Linked DNA regions of Mus musculus: region 2 is linked to region 1. The links are chromatin contacts, called in public Hi-C maps. All regions are on one chromosome and are shown on one strand. The core of a region is the stretch at or near the end of the contact, and the rest is flanking DNA. Distances in the headings are between cores, read along the strand shown.

Region 1 (5,229 bases), core at 2,359-4,858:
CTTCCTTTGACAGATGAGGGAGTGTTCCTTCAGCAGGTGTGTATACAAGCTGTGTGGTGCATCTCAGTTTAATACTAGCTTGGGGAGCACCAGATGGAGTCACACAGCATTCAGTAGTTCAGATAGACCTCTGGGTTCCCAAAGCCCTGAGTACCATCCCCCCACACCCCCACCATGTACCACACCTTACAATCTGAAAAAGGAGCCTCTGCCATAATGAGCGTGTGTGCCATTTCAAACTAAAAGTCCAGGTTTGTGGGAGAGAGACCTGTGCTCCAATCCTGACCGTCGCCACGGGAGCGCTTTCTCTGGTCCCCCATCCTGGTGTCTGAGCAGAATGGAGAAACCCCCAAGGTTCTGTCTACCTCAGAAGCAGAAGCTTTGGAGGAGATGGAACTGGGCTTGGGTTTGGTCTGAGACCCTCCTTGTGGGTGAATTCAGCAATTCCATGGGCCGTAGTAACTGCGTATGTGTCCGGCCCTGGGTTTTACCGGAAAAAGAAATAAATGAAGACTCAGATTCTCAGTCCTTTAGCAAAGGCCAGAAATGTAGGGTGTGGGTGGCCCTGCCCTAGCAGATCAGATTCTGTCTGAGGCAAGAGGTATTTAGGATGTTCAGCAAGAACAAAGGCCAGCAGGACCCTCCAGTGCTGTCACCAGTGACAAGCTCATGTGGGGCTGGGGCAGCAAAGCTCCCTTTGAAGCCAGACTGTTAGTCTGAGGAGCCATCATGGCTACTGTGTGAAGGAAGTCCAAGCTGTCAGGATGAAGACTGGTGTCCAGCAGAGTGGACAACTGCCATGCGTAGTGGGGGGACATCCTCCTGCAAGCCTGCTCCCCAGGAAAGGACAGGAAAAGGATCTCTTCTCATTTAACCTGGGCAGCCCCCTAGGCAGAGGAAGTGTCACCTGTCATTGAGGTTTTCCTGGTCATTCCCTGGGAAGGCCATTTGATCCCAGAGCCTGGCTGGATCCTTCTCTTTCAAGGGGAGGGCAGAAAGAGCCAGTGTGGGTCCCATAGACCTGCATTCAGATCTTTGTTCAGCTTTTAGCTCCGGGCCTCTCCTCTCTAGACCCCTGTAAGGGCAGGAGAATGCCAGATCGTTCCAGTGTATGGGCAGGCATATCCCAAACATGCAGAAGAGGGATCTGGAGCCAGGATGTGTGTGTGTCCAACTCTGGCTTTGATTATACAAGCTGTGTTACCCTGAACAGATGGTAACCTCTCTGGACCACAGAGTAGAGATCATGTCCTCACAGAGTCTTGGTGAAGACTCTGTAAGTGATGTGTATGAAGCACTTACCATAACTCGCATCCAGATGCTGGGAAAACATTAAGAAAAAAAAAAGAGATTTTGCAGACAGTAAGGTGCTGTCTCTGTGTACAAGTTCCTGCTAGACACAAAGGGAAATGTTCGTAGTGTCAACAACCACGTTTGTTTGGGTTTTTTTTTTGTTTGTTTGTTTGGTTGGTTTTTTGTTTTTTTGTTTTTGGTTTTTCGAGACAGTGTTTCTCTGTGTAGCCCTGGCTGTCCTGGAACTCACTCTGTAGACTAGGCTGGCCTCAAACTCAAAACTCCACCTGCCTCTTCCTCCCAAGTGCTGGGATTAAAGGCGTGCACCACCACTGCCTGGCAACTGCATGGTTCTTAGATGTCGTTTGAAGTGCTTCTTGAATGGAAGCATCCCCCAGAGTCCCCTAGAGAGACAAACTGAAAAGTGTTTAGCCCAGCTCCATGAATGGCCAGTGTCTTATTCTGCCATTCAGACCCCTGTACCTCGCACACACAGGACAGTATAATAGAGCATTTGTGAGACATTCCACTCTGGCCATTGATTGGTGGCTTCATTTACACTGTAAGGAAAACATGAGGGAAGCCAACCCATCTAAGCCCCGTAGACCAGAGCTGGGGCGTGACCGTGGGAAGTGAGGCTGGAACCTTGAACTATCCAGGTGCAGTGAGACCCTTGAGGCAGGCCTTAAAGGAGTGAAAGGTTCCAGACCTTCCACAGTCACTAAAACATGCCTTATCCTGGGTGAAGTAGAGCTCCTTCTGGGCCACAGGTGTGGCCCCAGTGTTCAGTGTCACCAGGAGACCATGAATGTGGCTGTGCTCCAGGGAAAGGAACCCCTCCTGTGCCCTACTGTCTGTAGTCTCACCCCACTAGTTCCTACTGCCCATATTGGCCAAGACCCAGAAGTTTCCATCTCTTGAATATCAGGTGCTACACACTTGGCAAAGCCACACAGACAGGGAGAGACACCTGGGCCGCCTCCTGCAGCTCTCTGGCTTCATCCTCAAGTATACCTGACTCTTCCTCTTTCCCCACAGCCAAGTACATCGGCTGCTACCTGGACGACACCCAGAGCCGGGCCCTGCGAGGTGTGTCCTTTTTCGACTACAAAAAGATGACAGTCTTCCGTTGCCAGGACAACTGTGCTGAACGGTAGTGCCCCGTGCCCCAATGCTGCCACCATATCCCCAGACATGTCCCTTCCAACCGTTTCTACCAGGTGTTCCTTCAATAGTGTTGTTCGCCTTGGCTTGTCAGAGGGTCAATGGGGGAATGTAGAAAGAAAAGATTGCAAGAATGATTGACTAGTGTGTATGCACATGTGTACATGTAAGCATGTGTGTCTGCATATGTGTACACTAGTATGTATGTGGACATAAGCATGCATGTACACACATACAAGTGTGTATATACATGTGTGTATGTGTGTCTGCATATGTGTGCACATGCATGTGTGTATATATGTTTGTATACATGTATCTGCATATACGTGCACATGCATTTGTGTGTACATAAGCTTGTGTGTACACACATATATAAATGTATATATGTGTTTGTGTACATGTGTGTCTACATGTATGTGCACATACATGTGTGTGTGCACAAAAGATGCATGCAATGGGAGTATGACCGTACAACTGTATGAAGTGTGCCGAGGAGCAGGCTTGTAAGGTATGATGTGTGTGGTTAGCTGGTTACATGGGTGAGCTTAGTCTGGACAACTGACTGTCTCTGAGATGTGGTGTTTATGTGATCACAAGTCTTGGCATCCTCTTGCCTCGAGCTCTAGAGTTGCTGGAATTGCAGGCCTGTGTCATCGTGCCTGGTTTTAAACTCCACCTCTTAAAGAACACAGTTACAAACACCCTGTGGGCTCCCAGCTCTCCCAAGCCAGGAGATGTCAGCTGGCATAAAAGTCCCTTCCCTGACTGGAAGCTACTAAGCTCTCTCTAGAACAATGTTCCTCCTCCTCACCCTTCACCCCTTCTGGCTCTGAGGTACAGGCTGTCTCCAGTTTCAGAACTGATAGCAAGCTTTCCTTGAGAAACACCGCTTCTGTCAGTGGGTTTTGTTGTAGGAGAGGGTCCCAAGGGATGTCTGGGGACAGGGACATGGAGCAGGTCCTGCAAATGAGGTTCCAAAATGCTCAGTCACGTCAGCTGCTCTTGCTTCATCTTCTGGGAGGAACAGGTGGATAGGGCAGAACTAATGTCACCAAGTCACTAGGGCATGTGCAGCCATAAATCTGGGTGGCTCTCCCATCCACCCAGCACCACATCAGGATCCAGGAGACAGCAGTTGCCACCAGCATTTCCTCTGTCAAGGGATGTTCTGGCAGGCTGCTCTCTGAGGAGCCCTCATGGCTCTGGGAGCACGGTGAGCAGGAGGCTGGCAGGGCTCCCCATCTCCCAAATTCTCAGCCAGAGCCTCCTTCCGTGTGTTTAGACCGGTGTCCACCGAGTGACCTTTTTAGGAAAAGATTCCACAGCTAGGAAAAAAATAGCTCGTCCTTAAAGCCTCTGGAATTTTGTTTTGCTTTGTTTGGAGGAAGAAATTTTCTTCTTGGCTGGGTGTGTGAGATTGGTTTTGTAGCCTGCCAAAGGGACCCAAGTGCCTTGGCTCCTCCCCCTTCTCCAGTGCTTCCCAAGGGACCTGGCAATGAGGTAATAGGTTCCTGGAAGGTGAAGGTTGGGTTCTTCAGAGGTGAAGGGGGGTGGGGGGGGGCAGGATGGTGGTTGTGTGGGTGTGTGCTCAGGATCTGGTGTGTGTGTGTGTGTGTGTGTGTGTGTGTGTGTATGGCTGTGTATGCATGTAGCTGTATGGGTGTGTGTGTATGTATGTGTGAAGGTGTGTGTATATGAATGAATTGTATGAGTAAATATGTATATGTGTGTATGTGTGTATATGAGTGTGAATGTATGAGTATGTGTGTAAATGTGTGTGGCTCTAGGTGCATGTGTGTAGCTGTATGGGTGTGTGTATGTGCATAGCTCTGTGTGTGTGTGTGTGTGTGTGCATAGCTGTATGTGTGCGCGCGCATAGCTGTATGGGTGTATATGTGTGCATAGCTGTATGGGTGTGTGTGTATGTGCATAGCTGTGTGTATGTGTGTGTTTGTGTGTGTGTGCATGCAAATAGCTGTATGGGTATATGTGTGTATGTATGAGTATCTGAATGTGTGAGTATGTAACAGTATATGTGTGAATGTCTGTATATGAGAGTATGAATGCATATCTACAAATGTATGAGTGTATGTGCATGTGTTATGTGTGAATGTGAGTGTCGATATGGACATGAAGGATATAACACATCAGGCAATGATGAGGACTGTTGGGTGTCCCCAGCATGCTCTCCATGTCCCCAGGGGTCTCTGACTCCCCACCCTCTGTGACCCCCAGCCGGGCGACCTGCCTTATGGAGTAGGTATGACCCCTATTCTTCCTCTATCCCTACCCTCCACCCTTTGTCCCCATTCTGAAGTCTCCATTGCTCTCAATCCTTGGTCTCCATGCCTCCTGGAGTCTCCTGTCCCCTGGGGTCTCCCTGGTGCTGTTGCCCTGCCTGACAGCAGCTTCCCCCCGCCCCCCAGGGGTTATCTGTATGCTGGGCTGGAGTTCGGCGCAGAGTGCTACTGTGGCCACAAAATCCAGGCAGCCAACGTGAGCGAATCAGACTGTGACATGGAATGCAAAGGAGAGCGGGGCAGTGTGTGTGGCGGCATCAACCGTCTCTCAGTCTACCGGCTGCAGCTGGCTCAGGAGTCTGCCCGAAGGTGTACGTGAGTCCGCCTCGCCCCTCTGCTGTTTGGCCCTCCACTGCCCAGCCTGAGGGTCCCTGACAGTCTCGCCCTCAGTATCTGCCCTGTGCCTTCTGTGAAGTCCATCACTCCAAGGCCACACAGTAGGCTTTGCCTCCCTCCTCAGAAACCATTACAT
Region 2 (5,404 bases), core at 1,872-4,371, 75 kb after region 1:
GCGCAGGGATGGGAAGCCATGTGGTAGCAGTGCATTCTGGGAAGTGGGAAAGGGAAGTGCAAAGGTCTGGAGGCAGGCGTGGGCCCGGCACCCTTGTGTGCATCCACCTTTTCTAGGAAAATACTCCAAGTGAGCACCTCCTGCCTGCCACCCTCCCTGCGAGGTGCCGCGGAGTAAGATGGCCCAGTCCCTACCCTCAGAGACAAACAGCATGGTCAGGGTCATAAGATATTGCCCTAAGTCCAGTCCTCCTGGCCTCCGCTATCAGGGTGGAGCTGGCCAAAGCCCAGACTCCTTCCTGCTGTTCCTCAATGTGGGGACACTAAGTCAGCTGCAATTTACCACGCCGCATGCTCTGAATCTCTGCCATAGTGCAAGGAAGAGCAAGGGAAGGTAAGAGAGAGGGACGGAGTCATCCCAGCCTTCCTCTGTCATGGGAAGGCATGGGGATCTGAAAAAAATGCCTGTCCCTGCTGGTCACCATGAGTCCTGGCTCTGCACATAGCAAGGGGCTGGAGGCTGGAGGCTGGGGACAAGATGAAACTTCTGGGGGAGATAACATTTGACCTGATCTCTGGAGGGAGGGCATAAATCCTTTGCCAGATAGATGAAGAGGGTATCCCGGTGGGGGAGTGGGGATTGCTGTGTACAGGTCACAGAGGCCTGATAACAGGTAGCTAAAGAGAGAGGAGATGGGAGGAGACACCGGCAACACCCCAAGGGGTCTGAGGCTGTGTCAAGCAGGCAGCAAGGAGTGGTGGAGGCTTGCAAGCAGAGTTGTCTGTCTTCCCAAAGAGATAGACCTGGGTGGATGACATGGGGTCTGCGCTGGAAGAGAGGAGGCTGCAGGGGAAACTGAGGCACTGAGTAGCAATGGCTCCAGCCAGAGACCACAGCTCCAGGAAGGACCAGCAGTGGACCTGGGATGCGGGCAGCCAGACTCTTAGGACCTACACTGTCCGTGACAACACCTGTCCACTTGCCCAGAGCCTGAAGATCCTAGAGGCCACAGGTCTCTAGAGAAACCAGTAGTGTGAAGCATCTTTCCGATGGGAAAGGTGAAAAACCTGTTCTTCCGTCCAGGAAGGTGGGGCTTGGAAGTGATTAAGAGCCTGTGATCTTCATTATCTGTTGGGCCAGACCATAATACTCTAAATGACCTCTATGCTGTCTGTATGACCCATGACTCTTAGGTCCTTAAGCTAGTACAGGAAGCTTATTTCTACAACCCAGTTTCTTGGAAGAAATGACACTACCCTGAGTTGAGTTTCGATGCAATTATGTTTCCGTGTGCACTGGGGACTGCGTTACTCCAGGAAACTTTTTCCCCCTAAATTACACTAGGGATAAACCTCCTGGTACCAGGCTCCCCGACAGGTTGACCAAGTCAGTCCGCACTGGGTTTTCATCCTTCTCTCGTCCCAGGGTTTGCCTCCCTGTCTGATACCTGCGGGGGTCCTCTCATCCATTAGCCTTTCCTGTGGGTCATCTGTTGGCTGCTGCCCTGCCCCCAGACTTCCCTCTGTCTGTCTGCCATTGCAACAGACCTCCGGCATCGCAAGAACTTCCAGTGACCCACCCCCCCCCAAATTCCCATCTCTTCACAAAACTGTCTCCAGACACAAAACTGGCTCCAAGGCAAGCAGGGGGCTGCAGGAACCTATACAACCCAGGGGAACTCGAGAGGACCAGGACCCTGACCTGCCCCAGGCACCCAGCTACGGTCTAGCCCATGAGAAGTCCACGGCCTTGGCTCAGGCAGTGATGAATGGGCCATAGATGCTGCCAGGATGGGGGAGTGTGAGGTCCCACCCTGTTCCCAGGCTCTGGGGAGGAGGGGTGGGGTCAGTCTGCCCCGCCACTGTCCACTCCATCGACACTGCTACCTCTTCCAAGGCAAAGCCCACACTTTGACCTGGGAGGGGTCTGGCCAAGGAAGTGGCCCCTTTGCCCTGCCTTGCCGCCAAACAGGGGACAAGATGCTGGCTGAGGACCAAAGAAAAGTCAGGTCATTGTCAGAGAGCTTTGGGGTGAAAGCCTGCCAACTCATGTTGGGGAAGAAGGGGGTCACCAGGCTCAGTGTCGAGAGCTTTAGCCTCATTTAATGGCAGTAAATCTGACCCAGGGCTGGTGGGTGCTGTTCGGCTGTCAGAGTGCTTGCCAGCTATGCACGAATCTCGGGATCCTATCTGCAACACCTCATAAACTAAACTTGGAAGTCTAAGCCTGTAATCTGTAATACCCTTGCCTTCTGGGGAAGGATCATGTTTCAAAAGAGAGTACATACACACAGAGAAAGAGAGAAAGAGAGAAAGAGAGAGAGACAGAGAGAGAAAGAGAGAGACAGAGAGAGAGAGCTCAAAACCTTATCTAGCTGTAACCTGACTTTCAGTTACTGTCATTCTGTGTCATAGGACCCCAGGCCCACATCTGCAGATTGGGTGTACTTAGGACCTCATGAACCTCACACACACAGAGCATTACATCGCCTGTCCCTTGCAAGAACTGAAGGTTATCTTAGGGCACAGGATTCAGTGTGTGAACGAGGAATGTCCCTGCAGGTCACCCCACCTTTGTAACAGGTCAGTGCAACACACACGTCCGTTGGCCTGTAGTTTGCAGAGAGGTACTTCAGGCTGGGTGAACAGTCCCCAGTCAGCAGAACTTCTAGTAAGACTCCTGTGTCACGGGGAGTTCTTCTCCATTTACTAACTGAACTTGAGTGGCCTGGTTCAGGCCCCTGGAGCCACCAGGAATGCACGGTCACCTCCCTGCCCCTGTAGTGCCCGCTTCCCCCTTTGACCTCAGCCGGTGCTTTCTCAGCATCCTTCCTAACTCCCAGCCAGCTGCCCCACCCTGAGCCTTCAGGATGCGGGGTGAGTTGCCCGGTGGGTGTGATGGGTTTATCCATTCATCTGTTTGCTTGAGCACTGCTTTGGTCCAGAAGCAGCTGGGAGGTCAAAGGAAAAGTTTGTATCGGAGGAACATAAATTACAAGTAAGAGTGAAAGGAGGAAGGGACCTGGAAGGAACAGACCTCGAGCCAAGGGCTGGCTGAGAAGGAAACAGACCAGACCAGACGATGCCGGAACTGCTCCCAGGCTCCTGGCAGGCGAGGAGGTGCCAGCTTCCAGGTCACATGATCCTGGCTCTGAACAGTCCAAACCACAGTGAGGCGGATTCCTGCTGGGCTACAGAGACAGGGTCCCTGGGGACCTAGCCACACCCAGCCTGGGGTATCTCAGGAGAGACTGGCCATGCGGAGTTGGTAACAGGGTTCCAAACAGCAGCTCAGCCAAGCATGTCCTCTGGGTGTACCAGGGAGGGTTAGCTGTTCAGTCCGGCGGGGGGAGGGGGATATATGTGGCTGAAAACCAAAAGAAATATCTAAACTATTCCCAAGGGACACTACTGAGTCCCTGCTCCGGTGTGGAACAGGCCTGGACCAACCCTGTGATCCCTACACTCCTTGTTTATTGATAAGGTTTACCATACAAACTCAACAAGGCTTGGGGCTCCATGTAGCATCCCTGCTTGCCACAGATAGTCCCGAGTTACACCTGTTATCCCTGTGCCCACACTGTATCCATCCTTCCTTCCCACAGTGCCCAGGTTGGGTCTCTAGCCTCAGTCTCCAGCCAAGTTCTCGTCCTGATGTTCCAGTGATAATCGAGGAACCTGGCCTTGCTGTGATCCACACTTGAAAGATAAGGAAACTAAGTCTCAGACAGCTGCTCACCGAGGCAGACACACACTGGTCAGGAGATGCCCGGGACCCTCATGGATGCTCTGTACAGAAATAACTCCCACTTGCCTGTATGTTCTAATTGTAATGACCTGACCATGGATCACAGGAGAGCAGATGACCTCTCTGACTCTTGTGACCAGGCTTGCAGGTGCCACCAAATCCCCACCCTTCCGAATCATAGCCACTTCTGGCTCTCATCTGTCTCAAGTGGGGTGAACTTCCTCTAGAAAGGTCACAAACTCTACACAGCCAGCTGAGATGTGGACAGGCCCAGTGCAACAGTAAAACACGGCCCCTCATCTCTAAAGCATCATGGTTCTCAGGACAGATGTTTGCAGAGCCAAAAGTGTACCCCCCCACACACACACACCTGGGCCAGGTGCCTGCACTGACCACTGTTCTCAAGGTTGGCCCACCCTTGGCTCCAGTCCTCTGTGTTTCAGACTGCCCTGTGGGGCCTGGTGGACCTGGAGACCATAGTCAGGAGGAGGCACCAGGGAGCTAAAACAGGTCTGGGGAAAGGGGTGGACAGGCAACACCATGGTAGGGACAGAAAGGTGGAGGGGCAGAAGAAGTAATGGAGAAAACTCAGAGGAAAGAAGAGAGATGGTAGAGGGAGAGGGACTAAGGGATAGGCTATAAGATCAGAGAAAAGAGTCAAGACTTAGAGACCTGGCAGGAGCAGCCTGAGCTCTGCTCTAGGGGGTTTGAGTCCCTGGCAATGGAGAAGCCCCTGTGCTGAGCAGAGGAGGAGCCCCTGGAAGCTTATCTAGGGCTCTGGGTGACCTCACAGAAAGGCTGAGGTTTGTTTTTTATTCACTGACTTACGAAATGCTGGAGACAGACCCCAGGGCCTTTTGCACGCCCCGGCAAGGAGCTCTGCCCTGACCTGCAGCCCTGTTCGGAAGAGGCATTACTCAACCAAAGCTGTTTGGTGACAACGTGGGGGGACAGTGGTTGGGAAAGTCCTGGCAGCATCCAGAAGGGTTAAGACATCTCAGGCCATTTTATGGACTGAGCATGGGGTCAGTGACTTCTCTAGAAACTTCTACCGCCGTTGGAAGGGAGCATTGAGGAGAGCCGTAGTTCTCCTGAAAGCTTCGGTCTCCCAATTGCCTTGGGAGAGAGACAGCAGACCTGTGCTGAAACACCAGCTTGGCCCACAGGAAGCTGCCAGATGCCCACCCCAGCTGGCCAGAAGATGCGGAACTCAGCAGATTCCTACATGAGCCCCACAGGACTCTTCCCCGGTGACAGGGAAAAGAAAGTGGAGGTGGTTCAAAGTCCCAGACTTGTCCAGGAAGATGACGGAGGCCCAGAAGTTTCCTGCACATGCTCAAAACAGAACGTTTGCTATTGATGTCTCCTGGGAGGCCCTCTACTCCTGACTCAAGTTTGATCTATTTTTAGTTATTACGTTTCTGACTAGGTGATACAACTCTATTTAGAGATGTTCACACTATGTCGAACTATAAAGAGAAGCCCTACTACCCCTCCCACACCACCGTCCATATCCCAGGGCATCCTGCTCCTTCTACTAGTTTTTTGGGTGTCTTTTTATAGCCTCTGGGTAGTTACAAAGGATTTTCCTGATTTCCCTCCCACTTTGCATTGAAGAAAATATACACATGCCCTCCTTACCCAGTAGTAGATTTGG

The links. A called contact is a pair of places that touch in the nucleus more often than the background predicts.
Region 2: a contact with region 1 is called in a Hi-C map of uterus, with 2.5 times the contacts expected there. The contact joins two enhancer-like sites. A contact is called at or near these places in 3 of 484 Hi-C or Micro-C datasets (brown adipocytes, natural killer cells and uterus), 4 of 115 datasets of contacts at active chromatin or transcription factors (bone marrow-derived macrophages, fibro-adipogenic progenitors, large pre-B cells and 1 more) and 2 of 9 other capture datasets (adipose tissue and pancreatic islet).

The regions. Positions count from the first base shown.
Region 1 is chr5:113,556,018-113,561,246 of GRCm38.p6, forward strand. It overlaps Wscd2 (WSC domain containing 2), which reads left to right. Exons shown (of 9, transcript NM_177292.3): 3 at 2,332-2,446; 4 at 4,884-5,068. Among named protein-coding and RNA genes, the nearest start is that of Gm52822, 14 kb to the left of the region's middle. Within about 2 kb of position 3,609, at least 12 of the 459 cell types and tissues checked have an H3K27ac peak or open chromatin away from gene starts, as enhancers often do. A contact at or near this core is called in adipose tissue and uterus, where this site is marked.
Region 2 is chr5:113,631,345-113,636,748 of GRCm38.p6, forward strand. All of the region lies in intron 1 of Cmklr1 (chemokine-like receptor 1), which reads right to left. Among named protein-coding and RNA genes, the nearest start is that of Gm15736, 10 kb to the right of the region's middle. Within about 2 kb of position 3,122, at least 74 of the 459 cell types and tissues checked have an H3K27ac peak or open chromatin away from gene starts, as enhancers often do. A contact at or near this core is called in adipose tissue and uterus, where this site is marked.